2 separate regions of the Mus musculus genome follow, and region 1 is linked to region 2. Evidence: chromatin contacts called from public promoter capture Hi-C data. All regions are on one chromosome and are shown on one strand. The core of a region is the stretch at or near the end of the contact, and the rest is flanking DNA. Distances in the headings are between cores, read along the strand shown. Region 1 holds the start of Kctd12b (potassium channel tetramerisation domain containing 12b). Region 2 holds the start of Maged2 (melanoma antigen, family D, 2).

Region 1 (3,005 bases), core at 256-2,755, 2.9 Mb after region 2:
GCAATGTAAAAATTCTTTTCTACGTACAAAGCTTCCTGCATAACTTCTTTCTCCCCTTCTCCTGCCCAATGTTCTCTGTCAAGCTGGTTTTGCTTATGGGGAAACAGACAAGCAACAAACACAAAGAGTTCTCTTAACCTAACCCTCAGTCAGTTTTGGAAATGCTTCTTCCCCCTTTGTGTGTGGGGGGTCTGGGGACGGGCAGAGGGCAGCCTTTTAAGAAACCCTAAAATGTCTCATTTATTCTCTTTCATGAAGAAACAGGAGGCTGATGAGGGTGTGTTAGTAGTGCCCTCAGTTAATCAAAGAAATAAGAGTCCCTGTAGGAGGAAGTAAATAGGGTGACATTTAATAAAGGGCTTAAATCAGGCTGCAGAGAAGACAAATAAAAGCAGCTGTATACCGAGCCCAGAAGAACTGAGTTATTTTTTCTAGCGTTTTAAAGGCAGTAAGGAAACTAACCAATGTATCGCTCCCTTTCTGCCTCTGAATAATTCAACTTGTAACCAAGATCCATGTTTTTCAAAGACAAAAGTCAGCTGTAGCAAAGTACACTGAACTGTAAGCTCGTCAAAATGATATGTGACTGACAGAAAAAATGTGCAGGAAGACATTTCTAAGAAAACAAGACACTTTGTAACCAGCCAGTTTTCTATTTTATTAAGCCTGAAATCCCTATGTCTTAATCCCCCTTTCCTACCTACCGCCCTCCATTTTCTTCTGGAATCTTTTACTTTCTTTTCTGTCTCTTGGCTTCTGTCTCTCTCCTCTTTTAAACCAATGTGTTTTAAATATTTACTTGTTTGTAAGAACAAAGCCACACATTCAAATTAGGAAAGTGATCCCCACCTTGTATGCTGCTCCAAGCCGGAGATCCAAGAAATCAAAGTAGTTAACAGCTAAACTGGAAGTGCAAGCAAAGGGAGAAAACAACTTCAAGTAAGAATTAAGAAACAATTCTTTGCCTCAGCAATATTCCCTTGTGCTTCTAACTAGCTTGTATCTGTGACTTGTTGTTCGCTCATAAAAGAAAAGGTTAGCACCCAGAAGCATTAAACCCAATCAAAATACTTTAAAAATTCAACGGATGCTAGAAAGCAATATGAATTTTTCTGATCGCCCCCCCCCCCCTCGGAAAGCGCTTCGGTTGCTTTTGGAACTCTAAACTGCTTTCCAGTCTCAGGCTTCACAGTAGATCTCTCAATAGAGAAGCAGCAGACGTGCCTATCCCCAGCTCAAATTCAGAAGCTCTGAAATTCCAGAAGCGATGGACTGGAAAGAAAAGACAAGGAGGGTGATAAAATAGTTACCTTGAGTCTCGAGCCAGGTACTGCCAAATCGAGCTTCAGTGCCTGTCTGCCTCAGTGCTGTGAGGGCTCACCTCCACAGAGGAATGCCTTTCTGTTCTTCCTCTCCCTTGCTGTGTGTTTTGGTGCTTGATTTGAGTTTTCCTCTTTAAAACTAGCAGTCTTGTAGACCCTCCTCCTCTGCTATGACATACTTGACTTCCTCTCCAGCTCAGCCAGCCTCCCGCTCTATTCTGCAGCCAGACAAGAAGCAAAGCAAAGCAAAGCAAAGCAAAACAAAACAAAACAAAGCAAAGCAAAGCAAAGCAAAGCAAAGCAAAGCAGAGAAAAGGCACGGAAGGGGGAAGGGGCGAGAAACAAAGGTAGTGGTGACAGGACAGGAGAAATTTGGTTCATCTTGGTTACAGCAGAGCAAGTAAATATTTTGCAGTCATAGTACATGAATGATTTGTAAGGGGCTTGTCGTTTGTTTGTTTCTGAAACAGGGCCTTCTTACATACCTCAGGCTAGCCTTGAAATTTACATCCTTCAGTGTCAGCCTGGAGTACCTGGTTGTGCTATGGGCAACCACAATCACACTGAATGAATTTTTCAATGAAGAATTTGTTGGATTCTGAACTTAATATTAGGTATATTTACTTTAATGCCCAAAATCCTAAAAGTCAGATTGTATGCTAAGAGCTGAAAATAAAGAAATACTAGACACTTCTTCATGAGAAGAATTAAACATACTGTGTTTCACTATTATGGATGAGAAAAAGCACAGTATTGTAAGAACAAAAAAGAAGCATTCCAGGGCTATCTAGGGAAATCTGAAGGCTTCCTGGGGGATTAACTAAATGGAGTTTTACCAGATGCATAGGAATTACCCACAAGATAGGATTAGCATTGCAGGCAGAAAGGACAGAGTCAACAAAGAGCAGGGATGGGGTGGGGAGTTGGGAGGGTGGGGTTACACACATACCATGTATTAGACACTCAACTGTTTTTTAAATGCTAGAGTCAAGATGTTAGGCTACCTCACTCCAAAAATTCCACGTTAATGTTCTCCAGTTGTGGTATAAACCCAACTAGAAAAGTGAACCCCTTATCTAAATTATTTTGTTGTGTATGCATTTCTCCCTCTCTAAGCATCACTGAAATCGTTGGATTTAAATATGGATTTCTTCAAAATTGGGCTACATCTCTCTAAATTCTTTTTTATTAGATATTTTCTTTATTTACATTTCAAATGTCATTCCTTTTCCTGGTTTCCCCTCTGAAAACCCCATATCCCATGCCCCTGCTCACCAACCTACCCACTCCTACTTCCCTGTCCTGGCATTCCCCTACACTGGGGCCTTGAGCCTTCACAGGCCTCTCCTCCCATTGATGACCAACAAGGCCATCCTCTGCTACATATGCACCTGGAGTCATGGGTCCCTCCATGTGTACTCTTTGGTTGGTGGTTTAGTCCCTGAGAGCTCTGGGGGTACTGGCTGGTTGATATAGTTATTCCTCCTATGGGGCTAAAAACCCCTTCAGCTCCTTTGGTCCTTTCTTTAGCTCCTTCACTGGGGACCCTGTGATCAGTCGAATGGATGGCTGTGAGCATCCACTTTTGTGTTTGTCAGGAACTGGTAAAGCCTCTCAGGAGAGAGCTATATCAGACTCCTGTCAGCAAGCACTTGTTGGTATTTGCAATAGTGTCTGGGTTTG
Region 2 (3,325 bases), core at 315-2,814:
AACGTCGTATCCCTTGTTCTGCCTAGAAGCTGATCCTCACCTTCTTTAGGGCCCCAAAGCCCAGCCCCTCCCGGAGCCCCAACCAGTAGGTGCTCAGATACAGAAATTCTGTCTCTAGGTCTCAGTTCTCTGCAGCCGCACCCTCCCCTCCTCCAGGAAGATGTGCCAGCGCGGCAGCTCTGAGGACCCCGCCCCCTTTTCCCAGCGCACCCCCCCCCAGCCGCAGGCTTAGAGTGCGCATGCGCGTCTTCTGCAGCGCCCTTTCAACCCCGCCTGCTTTCCCAGTACAAACCCGTTCTTTGAAGTCCACCGTGCACATGCGCATTCAGCAGCTGGCCCAGTCTCTGCGAGCCCTTCTCAACACGCCCCTTTCTAGCTATACATAAAGCGCATGCGCAATGTCCACGGTCTCAGTCCAGCACCCAACTCCTATACACGCCCCTCTCCAGGTCCGCAATGCTGTTCAGCCCCGCCCCCTCCCCAACAAACCTTCCATCCAAATTGTCGCAGTGTCTGGTGGTCCTAGCCCCTCCCCTACTCACAACCACCCTATCAATTTCACAGAGCCTCCAGGTCCCGCCCTTTATCCTAACACGCCCCCCTCCAAACGGTAAAACCCAAATTGGTTTGGCTCCTTCCCTGTAACACCCCCTCCTCAACTCAGGATTGAACTAGTGATTCCATCTTAGGCCCAGCCAAACGGGGTCCAGTCCCCTCCCTTCCTAGCTGGATGGATTCGGTAAGATTTGGCTCTTAAGGCAGGTTTTCTCCAGATCCCAGAGGGTGGGGCCGACCCCTAGCAGGCTCTCATCCAAAGCTGGGGCCCATGACTTACCTCGTCCTCCTACAATTCCCGAGTGTGTCCACTCTCTCCAAGCCCCTCCGAAACTCAGATACTGCCCTCCCCACTAAAGGCCGGAAGTGGTCCCGCCCCTTTCCGCCTCCCTAGGGGGCCTCCGTCCCAGCCCGTCTGCCCCTCCCCCCTCAACACTCCTTATTCCCCCCCTCCCTATTCCCTTGCCTAACTCCGGACTCCCTATTTCCCATCGCATTTCCTATTTACTCTACAGAAATCTCTTCCCATTCCTTACATCCTTCTCTGTGTTACCTATGCAACCCCCCTCCCCAGTGTCCCTTAACCCTTCTCTGCATCCCCTATTCTTGTCCCTGGATCTCGCCTTCCCCTTCTTATTTCCCCATATTCTTCCTTCTCCTCCAAGCATGCACAGTTCCCCTTTTTCTCCCCTCCACCTCTGCCAGTCTCTGCTGTCCAGTTCATATACAGCTTACTACTTTCTTGGTCGTTCTCATTCTCACACCGCATCAAATGCAGCACTTCTGCTCCAGCTATAGTGGTCAAATAAGAATTGCCCACCTGCCCAGCTATAGGTTTCAGGTAGTTAGAACCACTGTCTGCTCACCAGGAAAGCCCAATGTTGTTCCCTCACCTTGTCCTCCAGTGAGTCTGGGATGCGTGTGCCTGCTCCTCTCAGTCCCTCTCGAAGTCTCAGCCTCCTGGACTAGAGCTGCAGACAGCCCAGCCCAGCCCAGCCCCTTTCCGCAGCCCCCTACCCCCCGCCCCCTTCCTCGGGGGTGGGGCAATGGGGCCCTGCTCAATGCTGTCTGACGCCAAAGCCCATGTTTATGCCTCTGTACCAGGTTCGGTCTGAAGCCCTTCCAACCCAAACTGCCCCCACGAAAACGATTCATTCATTGAAATTATTTATTTTATATCGTTATTTTTCTTACTACAAAAGTAGTGTGTTGTCATGTGAAAACCAGAGAAATGCAGAAATATGTAACAGAAAATTAAAAGCTATCTTTAATCTCCTTCCTCAGAAATACTCATGACATTGAGTACTTTGATAGACATTCCTCCATTAATTTTTTAATTTGTAGTCTGATTATGTGCACTTTCTCCCTACACCGGCTATACTAGTTACCTACTGTTCTGTAACTGCTTTTTTTCAAGTTATATATTCAAACCTCTTTCCCTTAGCATATGTTTTTTTAGAAATGTATAATGTTTTCTTGTATAACTGTCCTATAATTTATTTACTTAGTTCAGCTTCGTGTACTTTCTGGGTTGTTTCCCCCTTTTCGAACTATTACAAACAATGCTACAAGGACCATCCTGGTGTCTATATTGGACTGTTTTGTTGTTTTATTATGTTTTGCTGATTCAATTCATTTGAAAAAACTACCATTTTCAGCGTAAGTTAACTGTACAAAGTAATGACTTTTATTATGGCATTGACAGATTCACCCTCAATAACGTTTTTCACTAGTTTGAAATGGCACTTCTGTTGCCTGATAAATTCACATAAACAACTGGGTGTCTTCATGAGAACAAGATAAAATGTAAAGACAAAGAGAAGTAGACAAAATATCATTAGCAATAGAGCAGGTGAATGCAGACCCAGAAAAAGCTTATTATAAACTATAATTCACGGTAGTTATAGAAATAAAATTCAAGATCTTTCTTATACACAAATAGTCAGAAGTCTGCTTCTTGAGGTCACCTTTGCCCATACTGGACAAATGAAAGATAGCCAATCCTTATGGCTTTATGGACAATTTGATTCACATACATTTTCACACATCATCAAGGCGGGTTTATATATTCGTTTCATTTCCTATAAACTGTTACTTCCCCCAAGTTTGTAATGTCACCCTTCTACTTTCTTATCTCCTAGGCTCTCTCTGCTGAGCACAAATGAATAGTCTCTCATTTTCTTCCAATTCTGGTGCCCCAAATTCCTATCCTATCCAACTTATGGAAAACTTCCAATACCAAGAAAATAAAGTTCTCAAACCTGAGGGTCCTGAGGGTCTATGAAAGCACCCTACAGCTGGTCACCACATAGATGTTGTAGGTGTGTGTTTTAGAAGATCTTAGGTGTTGTATGGGGATTAAGTGTCTTCTTGGAACTAGAGAGCATAGCTATGACCTTGGTAGTCATCCAAACAAGCAGTGCTTGTGGTTTGGCCTAGAGTGTTAGCAGGGGAGATAGTGAGGAGATTGGTGGGGGCGGGGTGGACTGCTAGGACTTGATGAGTAATTGGATTGTGGAGGGGTGGATTGGAAGGAGGAACATAGTCAAATATTGGCATCTTTCTTTAACAGATAGTGCAGATAGTGACCCTTTCAGTGAGTCATGGAATAATGGAGTTAAAAAGGAAAAGAACATTGATTTTATGGCACTGGTGGTACATCCAGGTAGAAATGTCAAATTGGCAGTTGGATAAGCCTGTCTGAGAATCAAGAAAAAGGTCCGAGTAGAGGGTATCAATCTAGAAATTGGCACTTGTATACTTTAGGGTA

What was found. Promoter capture Hi-C pulls out the DNA fragments that hold promoters and counts their contacts.
Region 1: a promoter capture Hi-C map of liver shows a contact between it and region 2, with 6 times the contacts expected there. The contact joins the promoter of Kctd12b here to the promoter of Maged2 in region 2. A contact is called at or near these places in 2 of 39 promoter capture datasets (cranial neural crest and liver).

The regions. Positions count from the first base shown.
Region 1 is chrX:153,694,775-153,697,779 of GRCm38.p6, forward strand. It overlaps Kctd12b (potassium channel tetramerisation domain containing 12b), which reads right to left and starts at 1,506. Exons shown (of 3, transcript NM_175429.4): 1 at 1,311-1,506; 2 at 850-904.
Region 2 is chrX:150,812,781-150,816,105 of GRCm38.p6, forward strand. It overlaps Maged2 (melanoma antigen, family D, 2), which reads right to left and starts at 1,565. Exons shown (of 13, transcript NM_030700.3): 1 at 1,449-1,565.